Regions from separate parts of the Gasterosteus aculeatus genome. Here region 1 is linked to region 2. The links are chromatin contacts, called in public Hi-C maps. All regions are on one chromosome and are shown on one strand. Each heading gives the region's core, a stretch centred on a gene start, on an enhancer-like site or on the middle of the called end of the contact. The rest is flanking DNA. Distances are from core to core; before and after follow the strand shown.

Evidence for each region. A called contact is a pair of places that touch in the nucleus more often than the background predicts.
Region 1: a contact with region 2 is called in a Hi-C map of skeletal muscle, with 2.7 times the contacts expected there. The contact joins two enhancer-like sites. A contact is called at or near these places in 2 of 6 Hi-C or Micro-C datasets (both in skeletal muscle).

The regions. Positions count from the first base shown.
Region 1 is chr4:15,757,546-15,762,988 of fGasAcu3.hap1.1, forward strand. tenm1 (teneurin transmembrane protein 1) reads left to right here. Exons shown (of 38, transcript XM_078101485.1): 30 at 1,457-1,701; 31 at 2,425-2,718; 32 at 4,285-4,529; 33 at 5,185-5,327. Among protein-coding and RNA genes, the nearest start is that of sh2d1ab, 14 kb to the right of the region's middle. Within about 2 kb of position 1,571, at least 4 of the 9 cell types and tissues checked have open chromatin away from gene starts, as enhancers often do.
Region 2 is chr4:15,541,025-15,546,166 of fGasAcu3.hap1.1, forward strand. No RefSeq gene overlaps it. Among protein-coding and RNA genes, the nearest start is that of LOC120818491, 9.7 kb to the left of the region's middle. Within about 2 kb of position 3,022, at least 4 of the 9 cell types and tissues checked have open chromatin away from gene starts, as enhancers often do.

The DNA of each region.
Region 1 (5,443 bases), core at 321-2,820, 220 kb after region 2:
TCAAGTGTTTGTTCACACGCGACCGAGGTCGGTTGGGTTGTTGGTAAGCTGAAGGAAGACCGACTTGCCTCATAGGAAAGATCATAGCCTCGTCACAACGCATCCACCCCCATCGAGCTTACCACCAACTTGTCGAAAGGCCGCTTTTGACTCAACCCCCGGGGGGCTACATACACAGATGTGTGAGACGGTGGGAGACTATGAGGGCTCAGCCATGTTTAAAAATGCATGCCTGGCAAACTGCAGTAACATGACTGGTATTCTGGGCTGGTCAAACCCACTGACCTGCGTTTTTGTAGTAGTTTATTTTATATAATCCTTCTGATTAGTGAGCGAGAGAGTCACAGTGAGTGAGAGAGTCACAGCATTTGGGAAAAGGATTTTTCCTTTCTATAGAAAATTCGGCAACCATATGACTTTGTTACATGACCGCACTAATGGAAAGTAAAAGTATAATACATATATACATACAGTTTATGTATATTATTTTCAAAAAAGATGCAGACCAGACTGACTTGTGAAACGCATTAATGGTCTTAGGATGAAAAAAAAACAAAAAAACGGAAGAGAGGGCAGAGATGAGAAGAGGAGAAAATGAGAGTGGAGTGGAGAAGCCGCTCATGGGAGCAGTTTCCTCTCATGTCATCCCTTTAATTGCTTTCCAGCAGTTGTCACAATGACAGGACTGCAGGGAGCGAAAAGCTGCTCCGACACACACAGAGCGCACATGCACAAACGCAGGCATGTGCAGAGTATGACAGAGCTGCCAGGGAAGAACTGAAATAGCCCCCTATTTTGGAGAGTGCCACCCCCTGCCCCTTTTTACTTTCACCCCCCAGAAACTCACTGTCTTGCCCTGCCTCTAAAACTACATTTTTACGATAATTTTTGCTATTTCTTTCTTCATTTCATTGAAAAAATTTTATTGTTAATTGGAAATGAGCAGAGGCATAAGGCAGCTATGCAGGCATATGTTACTTCTTGGTAAAATTGTATTTAGAAAACTGTTAAACCCAAAGCCCAATTTCTGAGAATAGTTTTGCGCCTTGTGAAAACACGGGCCCTGCCCATCTGACCGTCTCCTCTTTTTTTTTCATCGCACTCTCACTCTTTCGGTCTTTCTTTCACATGGTCTCCTTTTGAACAGGTGACATCCATCCAAAGATGGAATAGAGGTTACAGTACACTGATGTTGTTGAGAAAACAACATCAGCCGTTAATTCAGAACCCCAGTGGAAAAAGCCAGACTTGTATTCATAACAATTATGTAGTCAGCTTCTGTAGCTCAACACCGTGTTTCTTAGTTGTTTTGCATAGACAATAACACAGACAATGTTTTTTCACACTTTTTTTCATATGTTGGTGCATCATATGTGTGCGTATGTGGTTTTGCACACCCTTGTGTTCTGTGTTTGTGCATCTCTCTACGTGTGTGTAACCGTCCCAACACCTCCAGACCACGCTCAGAGTTCGTACAGAGTCAGCGCCGACGGGTCCTTCCTTGTTACGCTGGCGAGCGGGATGGAGCTGTCACTCATCACGGAGCCCCTCCTCCCCGGAGGCACTGGGGGAGGAGTCAGTCCCACGGCCAGCCGCTGTAACATCAGCCTGCCGGGAGACCACGCCCCCAGCCTGATAGAGTGGAGGCAGAGGAAGGAGCAGAGCAAGACTAACTACAGCACCTATGAACGGAGGCTCAGGGTAAACCACTAAATCACCCGCTTATTGTTCAGCTAAATTGGATAATATAGAGACTCCAGTTCCCTAAATTCATTACTACAAAAAGACAGCCTGTATTAAACCATTGTGGTAACCAGTAAACACCAGCAGCATTATATGGAAACTGGTGGGAATCGTCCAACATCATCACGCATCTTTGAAGTACACAGAGTTTACCAAAAGTTGTCGCAATCTGACATCTGACCAAGATATGACATTTCTCAGTGAAATCTACTCAGCGAGCCTTCCAATCTGTAGAGCCGTTTGAACAACGCCCCAGCTTGCTGTTACACAAGGTGTTAGATGCTTTGCGAGACTAATGGTGTCGCTGAGAGTGAGATGACTCACAACCCGTTCGTTGTACTTTCCACAAATCACACACCCCAACTGCAACTCCTCTTCTCTTTTTCCTTGGAACAAAAAGTACACCCCTCATATTTCATATTTCATTATATTCATTAAACAGCAATGCCCAAGCCTCATTCCTTGACTTGATTTATTGTTGTTATGCAGGTCCAGTTGGTTCTAAATGTCCCAATTCATTTATCCAAACTAATGAAATATGTCTCCGACATACCACTTTATTCATAATTGCTTGTCCGCGGGCATATTTACATATCTATGGTGATTTTAAAGCAGTAAAATGAAAAAAATAAGTTCTATTTTGTTCAACCTTTAGCTGATATTTCAATGCTCTCCTTTCAGGCACACAACAGGAACCTGCTGTCCATAGACTTTGATCAGAGCACCAGAGTAGGGAAGATCTACGACGATCACAGGAAGTTCACACTTCACATCCAGTATGACTCGCTGGGCCGGCCCGTGGTCTGGTCCCCCAGTAGCAAGTACACCGAAGTGAACATCAGCTACTCTGCTGGAGGCCTGTTGTCATCCATTCACCGCGGAGACTGGTCCGAGCGGCTGGAGTATGAGAACGACAGGGTGGTGTCCAGGGCCTGGGTCAACGGCAAGATCTGGAGCTACACATACGCTGATAAAGTGAGACCCGCACACGTGGAAAGCATATGATTATGTGTGGCGGGAGGGGTGGGGGAGACAGCGTTAGTCATATTTTCTTTGATGGCTTTTTTCTTTTGATTTTTGCAAAACTCTCACACGGTTGCTCTTCCTTTGTGCTTCAAGGTGATTTTAGTGGTAAGCAAAACCAAAACCAAAACTGTGAGAGGCCCTTGTGTTGTTTGAAATGAGAAGCTACAAATTGAAAACACAATTTAAAATAATTTACAGCGCTATACTGAAAAATCTATAAATGTATTCCTTCCTTTGAGGGAGCCTCTAGGTTGCATTCGTTTTATTCAACTTTGAAAATCAATTTGCCGAGTGAAGATTATGTCTGAGTTCACTTATCCAGACTTTTTAAATCAGTGTGCACTTAAAGCTGCACTAAGCAACAGCACCATGGCTTTGAGAGCCTTACAGGCAGCCAAGATATTCATTGTGATGAATTACGTAACTGAAATGAGTTCACCGGCTCTGTAAGTTGAAAAGAAAAGAAACGAGTGGTTTCCTGAAAGTGGGTTCTACTGGCAAACGGTTAGACATGTTGTACAAGATACAACGTACAACACAGAGGTACTGCAGAGCTGGCAACTTTTAAATACGATACGGGGGGGGTGCTACAACCGACGGGGGCTCCACCTTCCGTCGAGGTTGAAGAGGAACCAACGCGGCTCGGACCGAGGTCGTTTTTTTTTTTGCGTTGGAGCGTGAGCGTTGGATGTGTGGTGTGAGTGTGTGTGAAAACAGCTCTGGTATTGTGTCTTCCTTCAAATGTGTTCACAGCTACCTGCAGATATACTTTCCGTGCTTAAGATTAATTGAATTATTTAATTAAATTATATTTAGCCTGAAATGTATTTCATGTCTGCTTGCGCAAATGAGTTTATATTACAGAACCATCTTGAAATTCGTAATTCCAACATATATTATTAATACATTAATATTATACCTCACAGTTAAATATTTTTTTAGGTCTGCAGGCAAAGATTTTTAATCAAGCTTCCCGGAAAATTAAATAAAAATTCAACACTAAACTAAATTTCTGAAAAACCAAAAGCTCCAGTTATGGGGATTTAGTGTAATAATTAAGTGGACAACCTATCGGTAAATAGGGTAAACATGACTTTGACAAATGGATATTGAAATGAAACTTCCCCACTATTTTAAAATATAAAATATATAGTATGTATATATATATATAGAGAGAGAGAGATTTAACATAAAAAATGAAAATGTGCCATATCTAATGCTAACATTTGGTGAATTTAGGAGATATGTATAGACTCACGTAGAAAGATTGTAGTAAAATAAACATCAAAACCCTGACTCTCTTTAGCTGGTCTGAAGCAATAGTGCAAACTCTACTTTTGTGTTGTCTTGCCTTAACTGAACAATGAATGGAGAACTAAAACCCAGGTTTCACCTGGTTTGGTTTCACCACATTAAAATAAAAAATAAATGTATCAGACAAAGAAAGAAAAGACACATCCCTGCACAGAGCTGCAGGATTATAACTCGGCCTTGCATCCGTCTGTGTCCCCGCAGTCCATTATGTTGCTTCTGCATAGCCAGCGGCGCTACGTCTTCGAGTACGACCAATCGGACCGTCTGGTCGCCGTGACGATGCCCAGCATGGTGAAACACTCCCTGCAGTCGCTCCTATCCATCGGCTACTACAGGAACATATACACTCCTGCGGACAGCCAGTCCTCCTTCATGCAGGACTACACCTTGGACGGGCGGCTGCTGAGGACCCAGTACTTGGGAACAGGACGCAGCGTCATCTACAGGTACGCTTGCAGGAACTGGACCTCCTGCTGGTTTCGTCGGTTGATTTGAGGAGGCAGCGCAGTCTGGAAGAGGTGAAGTAGGCGATGCTGCCAGTCGAATTTGATGAAACTATCGGCAGCAAGCCGTATGACAACACAATGCTGATTGGCTTGATGAAGGTGGTATAATTAAAGCTAATTCTCCAAAATGTAAAAGCCCCATCACACAGCCCCGTGCCGGGCGGACACAGAACGTGCCACACACCCAGCTGTCCTTGCAAATGACTCGTGATTAGGCTAATGTGGAGACTGATTAAAGGTCACGTTTATTATCATCACACTATGTCAGACACCACCGATCTGATTGGTGAAAGTTGGGGGAGTGCATTCAGCATTTTAGTACTCGTAGGCATGGTGGGGACATTAATGGCCCAGTTTTGGAGATTTGAGAGGCCATAACTGCCCCAACAGCCAGTTTGAGTTTGATTAAATGTTAAAGGATGGTGGAACTTCTTCCTCAATGGCCCTGGGGGGGTCTTTGTATGATTCAAGACCTGTATGTTTCCTTATATTAGAGTTCACGTTTCGTACCATGCATTTTGTTTTTTGTTTTTCCACTATAAGTTATCATCTCTTCCATTTTACAGTTATTTATTTTTCTTCATTGTTTTTCAAGGTACACTCCGGCCGCGAGGCTCTCCGAGGTGGTTTATGACTCCACCCTGGTGACCTTCACTTACGACGAGGCCTCTGGCACTGTCAAGACCATTCATCTCACCCACAACGGCTTCATAAGCTCCATACGCTACAGACAAACGGGTACGTATACACACGCGCTCGCGGTACCTGCGGCCGACTGCCACAGATGTAAAATATTTACAATGTGCAATGATTCATCTTTAAATGGATCCTTCCAATCGATATATCTGAGCATA
Region 2 (5,142 bases), core at 1,772-4,271:
GCCACTGGCTAGAAGGGGCCCAGCACCCTTTTGTGGTTTGGACGGACCACAAAAATCTGGAGTACATTCAGAGGGCCAAATGTCTCAACCCTAGGCAGGCAAGGTGGGCTCTTTTTTTAATAGATTAATTGATTTGATTTTGTCCTTCCGCCCTGGTTTGAAGAACCAAAAGGCCGATGCACTCTCTAGACTGTTTCACAGACCAGGGGTTGAAAGAGTTCCAGCGTCCATCCTCCCATGCTAGAGGATTGTAGCTCCGGTCCGATGGGGAGTTGAGACATTGGTGCGCCAAGCCCAGAAGAGAGAGCCAGATCCCGGGTATGGACCCTCCAACCGGACCTAGGTTCTGCAGTGGAGGCACTCTTTGCGTCTGACCGGCCCTCCAGGAATGGGCAGGACTCTGGAGTTCATCAACAGGGGGTTCTGGTGGCCGGGAATGAACATTTTGAACTTTTGTTGCGGCCTGCTCGGTCTGCGCCATAAGTAAGAGCAGACCTGCTCCCCCTCTACGTCCAGGACAGAGCGCCTACCTATCAACGCGAGACCTTCCTCTGCGGGTGGAGTCCTGCAAGCTAGCTCAGCGGTTTGTGGGGCCCTTCAAGGTTGTGAGGAAGGTTAATCCATTAGCCTATCGCCTCTAACTCCCCCGGTCCATGCGGATCAACCCAACCTTCCATGTCTCCCGGCTACGCCCAGTTGCCACGAGCCCACTGGTCCATCCAGCTATGACCCCTCCTACCACCAGGATCATCGACGGCGGTCCAGCTTATACGGTCCAACGTCTAATGGACTGTCGCCGGGTGGGGAGGGGCCTGCAATATCTGGTGGACTGGAAGGGCTATGGTCCGGAAGAACGGTCCTGGGTTCCTTCCCGGCTTGTACTCGATCCAACCCTCATCAGGACCTTCCACCAAAGTCATCCAGATCACCCTCGAGGGAACGTCAGGAGACGTTCATAAGGAGGGGGGTCTTGTCAGGGTTTTTGGACTGCAGTACCCTGAAAGACCATGGGGAATCCTCAGTGTTGTTGTGGTATTGTTTTCATTGTGTTCACCTGTGCCTTGTTTTCTAGCCTTTAAAAGGCCACCTGAGTTTATTTGTGTTTGCAGAGTCTTGGAACTTCCCACCTGGAGCCTAGCCACGTGAGATTCTAAATGCTCTACCTCTGTTAATCGTTTTTGGTTTTTGAGATATTTTGTTGCCTCTTTATTGGGACACCCTTAGTTACCTTGTTAAATGCCCAGACCTTGTTTTTAGTTGTCTAGAAATGTTTTTTGAGTTACTATGGAATCATCCTGCTCTTTTCAAGTAAAGAAATCTTGTTTGATTCGCCACAAACAACTCTGCCCTCTCTTTCTCTGCACCTGAGTCACAATCACTCGTAGCACAGTGGAAGGCAATCCGCCTGCTACATGGAGACCCAAGTTCGGATCCCTGACGATCCTGATACCCGCCCCCCTGGACCGTTTTTCTTGAAAACTCGACAGCCCCGATATAAAGATTGAAAGAATATTATAGGTGAGCGTCGCACAGCGGCAAAAAAAACGTAAAAGCAGTAAAAATTGAAGTTGTTTTAACTCGGCCATACATTTTGTTATCCGCTCCACATGCCCGTCGGAGAGGGAGAGAGGAAAGAGAGGGATGGAGGGGACAGAGGCCAGAGTGTGTGTGTGTGTGTGTGTGTGTGTGTGTGTGTGTGAGTAGCTTTTAGCTTGGGACTTTTCGGCCATTATCAGGATGAATCTGAAAACAGGAAGGCGGGTTTCATTATACAAGACGAGCGGAAGACAACCACAGTTCTACTTCCTGTTGGAGGGCAAGGGAGGAAACCGCAGATTTTTTAGGAATTCAAATCAGAATCAAGACTCCGGAAGGATGAAATTAAGAGCATTCATGTGCTAGAATTTTAATGAGGCGTTTCTTCATAGCTTTCGTAAGAACAAATGCTGCAGTGAAAAGTGTGATCAGGCAGATGTTTATCACCCCAGTTCTGTCTCCACTTGGCTGTGTTTGTGGGTCAGCATGCAGCGAGAGGAAAGCAGCCCGGCATACAAAACACCCTTTTCCGTTCATCTCCCACTTCTCCGGAAAGCAATGCTTCTGATTGGGGAAAGAAACCCATGGGACGGCGTGCCGGAGGGAAGGGATCGCATGCAGCAGAGAAGAAGTATTTAACTCGGAAGACGAGCGAGAAACATTGAGCATCATTGTGTGTGATCTCATCACAATGTGTCAGCAACAGATTAAACGGTGTGAGATCAAAGGAGAGAGAGTAAATAATGAATAGTGTGATTGATAGTAAACCAGCATTCCTTGCCGTTAGGAACGTTCTATTAAACTGTCTTTTTTTAATCTACTTGATGAACATTGACCTCTGAACCCCTCCTTGTCCCTGGTCAGTGTTCTCTGCCCCGGTTAGGCTGTGTAAAAAGCGACCTGGGTTGCCCCGTTTATAACCGAGGCAATAACACATTATTAGGCCCATCAATTTTAGCTGGATGTGATCCCTCCTTCCTTCTGTGTCCCTCTGTCCTCTGCTACAGCTCCTTTACTGTGTCCTAGTTAGAGGCGGAGAGAAATGCCCGGCGAGCTTTCCGTTCCCTTCCTGCATATCCTGTCTTATCACACAGAGAGGGGAGCAAACGAGGGAGGGACGTGGACATTTTGGAAACCTCAGCATTAATTGCAGCATTATGAAATATTTTCACTATCATATCCTAACATCATAGATGGCTTTACTTTCAGGCATCCTCTATAGTTATTTGTTTTTAATGGTCACGCATGTCTACTTGTTTAATTTCTTTCTAAATGTATTTTTTCTGTGTTTCCAAGTAGTTTTTTGTGTCAGCTTTGTTTTTTTTTCTTTCTGGCTAAGTGTGTTATGCATGGTTTGTTTCATGACATGAATAAATCTCAACAACCCACCACCCCTTAAAACACACGCACGCACACTGAGATCCTCTCTGGGTGATGTAACTGCGTGTAGAGGCTGTTAAATATCTAGAAGCAGAGATACACTTGAGTAAAGAGAGACATCTAGAGGAACCAGCCAAAACTGTTCACTTATTTTACTTACAAGCAGGGTGTAAAAATTGTCCGCTTCTTTCACACGTCAAATTAGACACGTGTCTTTAAATACAAAATCCACACATTTCGGTGAAGTAGGCTGAAACATGGAGCCACTCCACTTGTATACTATAAGTTGTGCATTAGAGTTCCTGTGCATCCAATCTGCAGCAAAGGGCTTCTGCCACACGATGGCACTCCGGCTCTTTCCCTGGACGTCACGCATACATCTTTTCTCAGTAGAACTGTGGAATACGAGACAATCCTTTAATATTAGAAATTAGATCTAGCGTACATTGGAGAATATTGTCTATTTCAGGAGTAATACCACACAGGCAAATACAGGTTTCAAGGGAATCTGACTGATAGTGAGAAACCAGAGGAGTTGATCTAAAATGATGAAATAAAATTGACTGGATTTGCTATAAGGATTTGAATAGACTACCAGGAAGGTTCTGGAAGCTCTCTCATTGAATCAGCGGTTGTTGTTAGATCAGCTCAATAAGAAACTGCTATCAAACGTAATAAAGAGACGTGATTGGGCTCTGCACTGGTCCAAATTGAGGCAGTATTAATGACTGAGGGAGTCTTTGGGCTGCTCTCGCTGTAATGAAGGTGTAGTTACATGTGCAGTAACTCCATTGGAATTCAGCCTTTAGCTGCTTGTCAATCAATGGACCATGGTCATACTGCCGGAGCTGTGACCGCAGATACACTTTTTAGAGGAATATGTGCCTCGGGCTGAAAAGTAATTTGGTGTGAAAGTAAAGAATTAGACCTTGGAGATGTGGCTGGCATTCAAGTTAGATGCGATTAAAGCTACAGGCATCGATTGGATCTCTGTTACAAGGTACCAGGCTGCGGGATGCTGCAGAATAGAGGGATCCCTCTGTACTCAATTTCATGATTTTTCACTGCATCACCGGGAGATGATTTCGTTTGCTTTGCACATTTGGGGAGAGGCCTGGTCAAGCAAAGGAAGAAGAAGAAGAAGAAAAAGAAGAAGAGGAAGAAAACATGATTCCATAGAATTCCACAAGGCCCAGTTGATGCAATTCGTGGTTTGGTTTAAATATAAAAGCTGCAACCTAAGTGGAACTTTTCTCATTTATCATCCGGCCAAGCACATCATCCTTGCTTAAAGGCCATCAGAGGCAAGATAAGAGGTTGGTTATACGGGAGACCTTCGTCTATCTCAGCTCTAACTTGCAATCAGTCGAGACGGGGTGAAATCAGGGTGACGTTGTGTGTCCCATATGTGTTTATCCAATTTACCAGGGTGCACATTCATTTATTCATGCGTACTCATTGAGAGTGCACCATGGAAAAGAAGGTATTCTGGTTATTAGAGGGAAAACTGTTGAAGAGGTGAGAGCCCAGTAGTCCAAGATGAAGCCACTTTCGCTTTCATGTTAGCAGCCGCCCGAGCCCGAAATGGCCAATTACCATCATTTCTCTGCTGGTGGTAATGTTAGTGAAAAAGTCGGAGAGAGAAAGATGTGGGAGAGAGAGAGAGAGAGAGAGAGAGAGAGAGAGAGAGAGAGAGAGAGAGAGAGAGAGAGAGAGAGAGAGAGAGAGAGAGAGAGTGTAATGCTGAGGGAACCAAGAGCAGATGAGGCAGAGGTAGCAGAGATAAGCCAGGAAATAAAACCACATTTTCACGCCATGGAAATCAGACCTCCACCATGACAGAAGGTGAATCCGTCATCTGCAACGGAAATCGATTCAATTAGATGTGTCCTTCTGGTGTGTAAATACACAGAGATTGTTTTTATGGAAATAACAATTGTAATTGTAATGTCCCTGGCTCTTTTCCCATTATGCAGCGTAAATAAGCACAGAGACAATGTGTACAACACATACCCATGAATATATATGCACAACGGAAGTAACAAGGACATGGATTAAAAATAAGAATGAATAAAGGAAGAGGAAATGGCCGTGTGATATCTACACATATTCAAGTCCATAAGTGTGCATGTTTTATTATCAGTATTAAGAGCGAGAGGAGGAACAATTCTCCTCCACTGGTCTGTGTCTCAGTGTTGGAGTCGGGTCTTTGCCAGGAGGTAAATG